2 separate regions of the Mus musculus genome follow, and region 2 is linked to region 1. Evidence: chromatin contacts called from public Hi-C data. All regions are on one chromosome and are shown on one strand. Each heading gives the region's core, a stretch centred on a gene start, on an enhancer-like site or on the middle of the called end of the contact. The rest is flanking DNA. Distances are from core to core; before and after follow the strand shown. Region 1 has its middle 110 kb from the start of Brwd3. Region 2 holds the start of Hmgn5 (high-mobility group nucleosome binding domain 5).

Evidence for each region. Hi-C and Micro-C count contacts between places; a contact is called where the count stands out from the background.
Region 2: a contact with region 1 is called in a Hi-C map of the N1E-115 cell line, with 3 times the contacts expected there. The contact joins the promoter of Hmgn5 here to the enhancer-like site in region 1. A contact is called at or near these places in 9 of 39 promoter capture datasets (the 3T3-L1 cell line, 3T3-L1-derived adipocytes, the C10 cell line and 5 more), 1 of 484 Hi-C or Micro-C datasets (the N1E-115 cell line) and 1 of 115 datasets of contacts at active chromatin or transcription factors (the SCID.adh cell line).

The regions. Positions count from the first base shown.
Region 1 is chrX:108,724,851-108,730,998 of GRCm38.p6, reverse strand. No RefSeq gene overlaps it. Among named protein-coding and RNA genes, the nearest start is that of Brwd3, 110 kb to the left of the region's middle. Within about 2 kb of position 2,553, at least 6 of the 459 cell types and tissues checked have an H3K27ac peak or open chromatin away from gene starts, as enhancers often do. A contact at or near this core is called in the N1E-115 cell line, where this site is marked.
Region 2 is chrX:109,011,046-109,017,193 of GRCm38.p6, reverse strand. It overlaps Hmgn5 (high-mobility group nucleosome binding domain 5), which reads left to right and starts at 3,814. Exons shown (of 6, transcript NM_016710.2): 1 at 3,814-3,942; 2 at 5,749-5,772. The coding sequence starts at 3,928.

The DNA of each region.
Region 1 (6,148 bases), core at 1,304-3,803:
CCTAGAAAGATTTAAAAATCCAGTCCTATGCTGTGTATATGAGGTAATTTTTAATTCAAAGATACAAAGAGATGGCAAGAGAATTGCAAAGAGCAAACAGAGGAGAGAGAAAGGGGTACAGTAAAATAAGCCAAAATAGGCTTTAAGATGAAAACTATTATTAGAGATCTCTAAGACTGTAAATATCGAAGAAAAATAGAGCTTAAAGCAAGCCAAGGAAAAGGACAGTAATAAGACAGCTAAAGTGAAATGAAATTTAGAAAGCTGCTACGAATACATTTAAGCAAAAAAAGTCTCCAGAAATATTGGCAGTATCAGGTAAATGTGCACTACATCATTGAGGAACATAAGAGAAAAAACAATGAAGTCATTAAATCAAGAATATAAAACAAATCCCATAACCTACTTCACAAGATATCAAAAGGCTTGCTAAAAAATACTATGAACAGACTGAGCTTGAACAATTAAAATGAGATTTCTCACTGTCCACAGACTAGATGTCAAAGATCAAAACGCTGACTAGATTGCTTTCTTCTAAATCTTGTCTTGAGAGGGCATGTGTATCTCTAGTTGGAAAGAAACACAAACTAAGACTTGATGTCCCTTGTAAGGACACCAATACCAATCACCTACCCTTTTGATAGCACCTAAGTTTTGCTTCCTAAAAGCTATCGCTTCTAATACATATGCGAGAATAGAAGCTAGACATTAAATTTAGGGGAGGGAAAAATGTCTAAAACGATCAGCATGCAATTAGATTAGATAACATTCATGAAAGACATGTTGATAGGAAGTAACAAACGGCCAAAACTAAAAATAGAGATGCCGGCCAAAACTATACAAGTAAAATTATTAAATTTGCACTTTATTGTTTCTCAAAAACAAAATCTCAGTTTAATATCTTGTCACTGGTAAGTTTTAACAAATATTTAAAGGAAAATAAATACTAATCTTTGGTAGATTGTTGCAGAATTTTTTTTTAACCCAACAAATTCTGTGACAACTGTATGTATTACAGTGACAACTAAGTCTGATAAAATGTCATAAGAAAACTACAAAATAATATTCTTCTTAAATACAGATACATAAAATCTGAAAGTACTGACAAACCCAAACCAAATCTAATAGTGTAAAAAGCTAGACACAAGTAAGACTTGTCCTCAGAGTGATGGGTGCTAAGTGGTTGTCTTTGAGAACAATAGAGACTTAATCATCTCCGGTGTCTGAAACCCTGGCTAAAGTGCCAGATGTCCATGGTCATCAAAACTGCCACTGAGTGAATAACTCTGAATCCTTTGTCTTGTGAACTTGAGAAATGAATTTTTGACAGCAGTTTTAAAAGGAGTTTTACCATAGAGTAAAGCCTTTTAAAAGAAGGATTAATTGCACAGAGAAAGCAAGCAAGCTACTGTGTGAGAGGTTTCCCAAGAGAGGATTGTCTCTGAGGGGCTTTGTCTTGGGGATCAGAAGGCTTTTTACTAAGAAAGTAAATTGGTATTTCAAATGACTTAGCTGAAATAAGGAGAGGTGAGCTGGCTAGTCTAGCTGGTCCAACCACAGATCTCCACAAAGTATCCACTAACTTCTCCATGCCAGTGAATGGAGTAGTGTTCTGATGCACAACTCTGAGGACCAATGAAGTATTTGTTCACATGTAGCTTTCAGGCAACTGTGCTCATTAGGTTGCTACACTAAGGAAGAAAAGAACAGTACATCTAGCAGATGCACTTCTGGCTGATGGCCAGGACAGAACTGCACAGAGGACCAATGACATTTCTGGCCAGATTAGAACTGCTTGTCAAAGACAAGAAGCAGACCTGCTGGTTACAGAGATCTATCTGCCTGACAAGTTTCCTTTTATTTTCTTCAAAAGCTTGTGGCATACGTCTCAAAATCAATAATATTAATAAAATGAAAACGACGTGTTCATGCCATGCTCATGCCATTATATTCAAGAAAAGCATTTGACTAAATGCAATGCCATGTACAATAAAAGCTGCAGTGAACAACTGTTAAAAGCTGAGACCTGACACTTGAAAAACCCATATAGTTATGTATATAACATTATACTATTTATGAACAGTTGGATGTTTTACTTTTACAAGTATGGAATACCTGATTAGGATTTCAACTTTCCTGTCTCTATTAAGCATTGTTCCAGAGATTTTAATATGGAAAATTAATTTAACAAAAAAGGAAAATATATCCAAAGGAAAAAAAAATCTCTCTATGCAACTGTTGTGTTCTTTGTTGTGTAGCTCTTTCCTCTTAATCGAAACCTTCCTGGAGGGAGGAAGGAGGTTTATTAGAATCAGGAAGTACATGAAATAAAGCTCAGGATGCTTCTGACTCTTGATTAACAACACAGGTTCAGAAGGTTATGACAGCAATACCAACTGGTCAGGATACAAGTCTCTCCAATGAGCTGAGCTACCTTCAAGTTGTGCAAGGAGCTCTGGGGCTGCAGCTTTCATTAGCCATCATTTATGCTGGGATGGGCTTTTCAGGATGCATCTGTGTTTGAGTCACTCAAGCTTCCGGTAAGTAACCTCAATAAAACACTGAGGACTGAGCTAGGCTTGGATGAAATTCCGTCTTTAGTCTGTTGGTGCACTATCTAGGATGAATCCACATTTGTTCACATCTCTCTGAGAAAAGTCACACAGAAAGTTTAGCATATAAACAGCAACCAAGAGAACCAAAGGGAGGAGTGGCTGCATATTTTTATCATTCATCATAGGAAACATCAGCTGTCACTACAGCAGGGAGGCATACCATTTCCTACCACCTGGGAAAAGATAGCAGTATCAAAATTGTCCTTAGAGACACTCTAACATCTCACAGGTCAGCATTAGTTTCCTGTCTCATCACTCATAATGCAATCTATACAACTACTCCTCCTTGCACAAATTGCAGGCATCTCAGCTTTTTGGATAGTCTTTCCTCTTCACCAATTGTTATTGCTGATGTAATCTGGAGGGGTTTTGTTAATGCTTCCTATGATGAAAGATAAATGGGGGGAGGGTATAGGATTTCGGGATAGCATTTGAAATGAAAATAAAGAAAATATCTAATAAAAATGCAAAAAAACCCTAGAAAACAAACAAATAAACAAGCAAATCATGTAAAAAAATATGTATCCAATGCCAAGTCATCTAAAAGTACAGTGTCTTTCAAGAGAATCTCAGTGTAGTAATAGTCTTCGTAGTATGGAAATATGACTGGGGGCTGTCATGCAAATATGGGTATATCTCCATATGGCTGATGAACTAAAGAACATGTAATTCCTGATGCGTGTGTCATGAATACCCTGGGTTACATACTATTCTATTTCAGTACAAGCCTCAGGACTGGTGTTGGGCTTTAGTTGCATTGCTGAACCTCAAGGTTCGGTACCATCTTTATGATTTAGGAGATTTTGTGGATCTAGATGACTTAGATCATGTAAAATGGTTCATAAAGTGGAATACTGATCAATAATAATGAACTTCAGGCTCACTCAAAGGCAATGTAGTAAGAGTCATTCCAATCTTTTGTTCGTAGGGGAAAATTAATAGAAAACTAAATGCTGCACTAATAGAATTCTGGAAAACTTTGAAGCCAGATCAACAGTTCACAGAAGACATAAATCATGAGACAGTACAGATAAAAATGTTTTAGAAGTCTGAATATGTTTGGGTATTATCCCCCCAGAGTATTCCATGTACATGTTTTTCTCTTGAAAGAACATATACAGAGAATAGAGATTGTCTACCCTATTGAGAATAGACAGTCTATCTGCATGGGGTGTTTTTATTGCCCAGGTGTGGCAGATGTGTCTATCTATATCCATATCCATATCCATATCCATATCCATATCCATATCCATATCTATATCTATATCTATATCCTTCCTTTCTTAAGGCCCATGGAATTCTCTTTGTCTATAACCAGTTTTTGTCACAGTAACTGGAAAGTGAAAACAAAAGCAGGGGTCCTCAGGGCATGATGGGTCAGAAACAAAAGCAGACACCAAGGCAGGACAAAGAAAACTGATGCCAGGCAGAAATGGTAGGCATTATTACCTGGTGTTAAGACACAGAAGAACTGCCAGGCTTATCCACCCACCTGGGTAGACTGATCCTTCTTTTATGCTATCAGTTACTGAAGGCAGCTTGTTTAGCATATTGAAAACAAGGATGCTGAGGCATAGTGTCTTCTTTATTTTTTTCTCAATGGCTTCTGTTGTAGCTCTGGGGATGGACCCTAGAACCTTGTGTGTTTATACAACCCTTCTACCACTGAACCCCACCACCAGCCCCACAGCCAGCACTCTTAGAATTTTCTTCCCTGTTCCCCAAGAGCTTGAATAGCTATAGAAGTTTGCAAGGCTCACAGAGAGCTTTGCACAACGAATAGGAACAAAGGGAAGTAGAGGAAAATGCACATGTGTAGAGCAGGCTTTTGTCCTACCATTCCAGAAGTAGTCACAAAGGTTCTGAAAACAAAAACAAACAAACAAACAAACAAACAAACAAACAGCTAAAGCTCCTCTGGGATTCCAGCACCCAATATTTTGTGTTCTCTTTAAAATGAAAAATCAAGTCCAATTTAAAATAAAAAAATCAAGTTCAATTTGTACTGCCAATGTACCCTTTAATGTGTGGCCTTCCACTGAAATGTGATCACCTTACTCTCCAGAAAACTAACTCTCTCTCTCTCCTTCTTTCTCTCTTTCTCTGTGTCTCTGTCTCTGTCTCTGACTGTCTGTCTGTCTGTCTGTCTGTCTGTCTGTCTCCCTCTTTCTCTCTCTCCCTCCCATAGTCTTTCCAATAATGGAGGGCACAATCTCTCTTCCCATGCTGAGATTATGTCAGGCTTGAGTTTTCACAGTTCTCTCTCATAATGTCACAATTGCTATTAGTGCTTATGTGCAGCTGCCTTATTGTATCAAAAAAACTAAAAACAAACAAACAAACAAACAAACATTTTTGTTTGTTTGTTTGTTTGTTTGTTTTTTTTTTTGCTTTTTATGTTTTATAGTCATCTAATACCTCAGGCTCTTAGAATCTTTCTCTGCTCCTCTTTCACAATGATCCACAAGATTTAGAAGAGAGTATACGATATAGATGTCCTATTTAGAGCTGAGCATTCTGCAGTCTCTTATTTTCTGCACATTGACTCGTTGTTGGTCTCTCTGTTAATCACCATCTATTGCATAAGAACTTTTCTCTGATGAGTGCTGAGATCTACATTTACCTGTGGGTGTAATGTTAAATTTTTAGGAGTTGCTTTAATACTATGTTAAATAGGGCCTATGAACTACCTAGCTTCAGGGTTTTGGCTCCCCTATTGGGGCCAGCTATGAGTTCCTTTTTGTGAAACAGGCATTACATGCAGTTAGAAAGTGATTGGTTATTCCCCATAACATTAGTGTCATTTTTTCACGAGTGGCCATATCTTGCCAGGATGGTCATTACTGTAATTTGTGGAGTTCACATTTTGGTAAGAGCGATGGTAACTTTTCTTTGCTGGGAGCTTGCATTAACAACTTGCAGCAGTATGAAAGCTGGCCAGGACAGAAGACACTTTTAGGTGAGTCCCAGCTATATTAGTTCACGTTCTTTGACTTAAGGATGTGATGTCTTTGGCAAAAATGGTCTTTCCATCAAGTTCTGGAGGGCAAACAAGAACACTGACAAATAGCCTATAATATCTGGGGAGGTCTGTAAGATCTCCCTAGATGACAACTCTAAAAGAGATAACCCATTTCAAACTCTGGGCTTTTTTGTTTGTGTTTTTTGATAGCCTGTGATATCTAGTAGAGACTTTGTTGCCCCATTATATGGCAATTCAATTAAGGTTAGAGGTTAATTGAATTGAGATTTTTTTTTTATATATGAGTATATTGTAGAAAGCTTCTACAGTAGTTGGTTTCCACGTGAGATTTTTGAAAGGCCTTTAGTGTTAGTTATCCCTCTGAATATTCCATTCTCTACCCTATCTTCCCATTCAACCCTTCCTATTTATTTGTTCCTCTTTAAAGCTTTATACCATTGCCATCTTTTTCCCCTAACTTGAAGCTCACTTCCATTGAACCTTACTGATCTCCTTGCTAATCTTCTGACCTCTATGGATATTCCAAATGAAACACATATATCTGAAAATT
Region 2 (6,148 bases), core at 2,565-5,064, 280 kb before region 1:
AGGTACTTTAACATGGAAAAGATGATATTTATTACCATTCAGTACCTTTGTGATTCCCTTGTATGTAAAATAGTGCATCGAGAATATTTTTATTATTCATATATATATGAACTGAATGTGCAGAACATCTCAAGATCGTTTTTTCCTCTTAACTCCCTCCCATCCCGTCTCTCATAAGCACATAATGTTAATATTTTATTTTAGATTCTCTGTGGCAAACATTCTTAATGTTGATATATTTAATCTGTAAATTTTACATCTTCCTAACCCATTTCCCACTGGTTACTGAATGGACATGCTACAGTTACTCTAAATTGTGACAGTCATAGTAGGCATACTTAATAGCTAAGGGAAATTATCCTGTGGATAATTGCCAGGCAATCAGTATTCATAGCTTTTAATAAAAAAAGAGAAACAAGCTAGTGTAATTTTACAAATAAGTGATCCATTAAAAAGTCTCACATTGACCATTGCATAAAATAAAATTCAGACTGTGTAATAATTTATAAATTTTGGAAAAATAATTTGTAACTATGGCAAACTTTGCAGGAGAAACCTGGCATCCGATGTGATGAAAAATGTCCAGGAAAGAAAAACAAGTTTGAGTCAATTTCCAGTCAAAGTTGGGCATGACCAGATGTGGTGTTACATGCATTTCATAGGAACACTTGGGGGCAGAGGCAGATGGATCTCTGTGAGTGACAAGCCAGCTTCATGTAAGTAGAGTTTCAGGTCAGCCAGGCTACATAGACCTTGCTTGTGGAACTTGGTGATTTAATCTAAATTATATAATATGGGCTTTGATGTGCTGAAATGATTAGCAAAAGCTTTGATAAGAAAGTAATACTAGGGGGGCTGGAGAAATGGCTCAGTGGTTAAGAGCACCTACTGCTCTTCCAGAGGACCTGAGTTTGATTCCCAGCAACCACAGGGTGGGTCACAACCATCTCTAATGGGATCTAATGCCCTCTTCTGGTATGTCTGAAGAGAGCAATGGTGTACTCATATACATAAAATAAATGAATAAATCAAGGAAGAAGAAGAAGAAGAAGAAGAAGAAGAAGAAGAAGAAGAAGAAGAAGAAGAAGAAGAAGTCATACTAGACTAGGACTGCATCGATTTGGTATATTTTGTAGGTGACACTGTAAGTAATGCAGCTTCAGACACAGGTAAAAATGTCACAAAGGCCAAGAACTAAAGGAAGTTGACTGGCACAAAAGACACCCATCTTGTTTACTACTCCAAAGAATTATGGGGGTGGAGTGAAGAGCTAGATTAAAGTTTCACATTTAGGCAATCTGAAAAGCAGAAATGGACAGGTTGAACTCCAGGGAGGAAAGACTGACCAAAGCAGAAAATAGCTGACAAACCTGAGAGGTGCCAGAGCTCACTCACTCTGACAGCTTATTTAAAGTTGCCTTCAACTTGAGATTTACTTCCCTGAGTTCATCTTCATCATTTGTTTCAATTTACTCAGACTGGGCAGTCTGTTCCCTTAACAAGTCCAAACTTTGCCTCTGCAGTGTTATAGAGTAACTATCTCCACAAATGTTCAGGGCCAGATACCAAAAGCCTTCTTCAAATGCTTTTGAAAAGGAGCCTTCCCACCCCACCCCCACGGCATTATTAACTATAAACTTCACAATTCATATAATATATGCAACTTTGATTTGTAAATACATATGCATCTGTTTTCTCAATCCTACAGAGCTACAAAAATCCTTAAGGGCAGAAACTGTGTACTGCCACTTTGCATGCCACAGGGGGTTGCATTTATATAAGCGAGTTACAAAAACAAAAATCTAACCCACAAAATAATGATAAATAAGAATACTTGGAATGGATGCATTCCATCACTAACACATTTTCATTCTCTTCATTTTTCCCTTATCCTTATGAGACAATTCTTATATTGAAACCAATTTTCTCTCAGAAAATCAAATTACTGAAATATACCTAGGTTCTTTCAACTATGCTTTCACTTAAAGGTAACTAAAAGGCCATCTGGAGCCTGGTCAGATGACACATAACTGCAGGCCAAGGAAGCAAATGTAAATGCGCCTTTCAGTTGTCTTCTTGCATGAGAATGCAGTGTGAAGTCACTTGAGTAGGTTCAGTAGGTCTTAGGGTAAGTGGTTTGTTTAACTCCCCAGGCTAAACGCTAGGGAAGATGGGACAAAACTCGAAAGGATAGGCTCTGTCAGGGTGCGTTTTAGATTGGACAGATGGTTTGGTAATCTGTAAATCAATTTGGTTTGTTGTTTGTTTGTTTGTTTGTTTGTTTGTGGCAGGATGTCTATTTAGCCTAGAATGACTTGAATCTCAGCATCTCACTGCTACCTTGCCACCACCAATCCGGGCTAGTATTCTTTGAAACGGATGGTCTGCTTTTTCTTTAAGCTACAGGAACAGAAAAAGAGTTGGGGGAGGGGACACAATGAAGCAGAGTCTCACTAGGTAACTCTGGCTTGCTTGTTGTATGTAGACCAGGCTAGTCTTGATCTCACAGTGATCTGCCTGATTCTGCCTCCCAAGTGCTGGGATTAAAGCCATACACCACTAGGCTGGGGCCTAAATTTTTAAGTAACTGTTTAAAAGGTTAATTTCCTTTTCTGATTAGACTTTCAGCTTAGGGAATGGAGACTGTTGTTGAAGCACTTTTAAATACAATTAGCTCTTTCAACAACTGAAGCAAAGCACATCTCAAAAAAGGCTGCAGGGACCCGGCTTGCCTAGTTCCAGTAACAATTAGCAGCCCTCAGCACTCTGTTTTAACCGGATTTTTTTCTAAGCATATTATTCTTTTCTTTTCACCAAACGTTTAGGTCTCAGACTCTGACACTAGAGGGCAAATGGAAGATTCTCAGAACAGAAAGCTGCTACTTAAACACCTTCTGAGACTAGAATAGGTTCAGGGGGCACTTCTGTGGGCCAAAAAATTAAAAAAAAAATAATAAATAAGGAGACACCTCAAGTTTCAGTAATAAAGATAACGAATGGTTTGGTTTGGTTTTCTATGTAGCCCTAAATATCATCTTTGAATTACAAATCCATTAAAGTCACTGTTTTTCCTCTGGGTGACCTCTGTTATTACTGACTTCCCGCGTGGCCCCTTTTAATTCTTGCTAGATTCTCTCCAGGCGGAGTACTAGCTCTTTTAGAAGGTAGGCGGCCTGCAGTGGAGTCCTGCTCTTCCAGGTCCCGGATTTATTGCTACTCTCCACCTGAGGGAGGCGCGCAGTTCTGGCACCCTTCTAAAGCCAGGACCACAGTTCAGCATTGGCGGGAAGTTCTCACGACCAGAAACGTTCCCTACTCTTTTTCTGGTCTCTAAACGGGTGAGCCTGTCACTCCAACCTCGCCCTTTTGCTAACTGGGAAAGACTGGAGCTTCTGGCTCAATCCAGTCTCAAAAGGGCCCGCCACCCCGCGCGAAGAAGGAAGGGGGGTGGAGATCGTGGGGGGAAAAAAACCAACTGTTTGAGCTTTCGCTTGTCGTTCTAACTTAAAAAAAAAGGTGAAAAGGCAAGAAAACTGGATTTCCTGCTGGTCACGTTGGAGCACTAGGCGTCTGCTAAGTGCGTGGACTCCGGCACCCTAGAGGCAGTCAAAGCCGGCAGCATACGAGGGCTTCGGGCAAGTTCGCGGGCCACGCCTTCCGAACCGGCCACCTCCCCTCATTGGCCTGACAGCCTGTCACTCCAACCTGGCTCCCACTTCGGGTAACCATTCACGTAGTTTGGTTGCGTCTTGGCGTGTTTAATGTTGCCAATAACGAGAGATTTTTTTTAGGGGGAGGGGGGACGCGAGTACATATCGTGCTGCAATTAGTTCATTGAAAACTCAGTCGCTCGCGGAGCGGTCAGGCAGAGACTCCTCTCGGCTTTTTTCCCTCCTGCCTAAGGATCTCCAACGGAGAGCTGCAACAATGCCCAAAAGAAAGGTAAGTGAAATGGGAAGATAGACGGGATATTAGCTGCCGAAATACATATTTCCTACCGCAGAGATTTGTATCTTTTTGAAAGATCATTTTGGCTTCTAGTTTGATTTTATGATGTCCTGAATGGAAGGCGAGGGAAAGGTAGCGATCCGTCTGTGTTTGGTTTCAGAAGGTCTCGTATGCAACTGGTAGTTCACTTTTGGCTTGTTTTGTTTAAGGGAGAGAATCGTTTGAGAGGTGTCTCCATGCTGAATTACAAACAGCCATAGCGCTGTGCTGTCGCTTCCTACCCCACCCCCCTTCCTCCGCTTACCCTATTGGAGAACTCTTCTCCCAACCACACTTCCAGCGCCAGCTTCCTCCTCTACCTCCCGTTTTTCTCAGAGAACCATCCCGTTTGGGGGAACGAAAGCCCTGGCTTTCTCTTGTTTTTTGCCTTTGTTCTTTCCGTTTTCTTTTTTTCCTTTTTCCCCCCTCTTCCCTCCTCCACTTCTTGTCATGCCAGATGGCTATGCAATGGTAATCCTGTGCCATTAGGCGGCGCAGACTTCAAACTGTCCTAGAGAAGGGAGAGATTCACCGCTGTAATTAGAAACTTTAGATCTGAGAGATTTGGCACTCTCGGAACTCTCTAGTTAAAGGTGGAAAGGTGATTAGAGAGCCGCGTCCGAGAAACTACTAACAGCGTTGGATGGTGGGGTGGCGTGAGATTAGTTCACTTTAGACATGGGGAGTTGATCCGAGCTACCAAGGGCTACAGGTCTTCTGTAACCCTTCACTTCAAAATTCCTGTCTCCGCGCACATATAAGTTGAAGCTCGGTGTTTGTGTGTTCCTCCACCACCCCTCCCCCTCCCCCGAGTATCTTACAACTAAAATGGAATGCTATTTCATTGCTTGGTGAAATCATAAAATGAAATACTGTGTTAATGTAAAAGCCTTATGATTGTTTATATATTCTTGTGAATCCGTCCGCCTTCCGTATTCCTAGAACATAGAAATGAGGCTGAAATTCCTCAGTGCTCTGGGGCTGTATCATTGAAATAATAGCCTGGTAATTCCCAGGGTAAAGGGCTACTCAGATACCGAAAGCAATTGTTTCTAATCACCACCCCCCTTCCCGAGACTCCTGCCGCCAGGCTCTTTTCGTCTTGTGCAATGGATCTTGCTATTTTGCAGAGCTGACAGCAACCTTGTAGCAGGTAGTGGCGGGAAGTTTTAAAATCCGCCTCCTGCTTCTCTGAACAAAACGTTAACGTTAGAACAAAGACCTCCTTCCTTGAAAGTATGGTGGGACTGTTGTTTTGTATGCAGAACTTGAGGAGGAAAATAGTCCATAATCAGTAGAGCTGGTCAGATAGATACAATTGCATAGCAAACATAAGGCAAGAAAGGGAAACTGCAAGAAGCTCCGCCTTCCTTCGTCCCGCCCAACCCTTGTTTTGGCTTTAACATTAGAGCAGGTGGATTTCAAAATGAAAATGGTGTGTTCTTAAGAGGCCTTATTTATTCAAAAAGGTTACACTGACTCTTTGTAAACAGGTCTTAAGCATGACCTTGCATCTTGGTCCACGTTTCATATTACTAAAACAGTAGGTGTTGAAGAGGGGCTAGAAGCAGCACGTGGTTGCTGGACCAGGAGCCCAGGGAAAAAGTCACAAGTGTCTAAAGTTGGCGACATTTTCTGCTCTACATGTTTATATTGATGATCCTCTTTCTTTCTTTCTTTCTTTCTTTCTTTCTTTCTTTCTTTCTTTCTTTCTTTCTTTCTTTCTTTCTTTCTTTTTTTTTTTTTTCTCCCCCTACATAGGCTGCAGGTGATGTGAGCCAGGAGGTGAGTGTCTTTAGTTTGTGAGTTTCTCTGGGGGGAAAAATGTACCCATTTTAGAAACTAAAGACACATAACTAGGTAAAAATGCTGGTAGTTATATTTGTACCACATGAGCACTAATGCTGTGTCTAGTGCTGTGTCAAAGTACACTAAAAAAAAAAAAAAGATAGATGTTTTGCCTTTCGGACCCTACTGTGCTTGTCATAAAATCCAGAGAGCACCTTCTTAGGCTCAAATTCTGTTTTGTCAGTCAATTGGTGAGCAAGAAGGTATATTTTCATTTTAAAATGTGCTCCTTGGAAATAGCCATTTTGCTGATTTATCGCAGTGAAAGAAGCTTGCCATGAGATTTTATTCCCTTTAACATATGAAAGGTTTA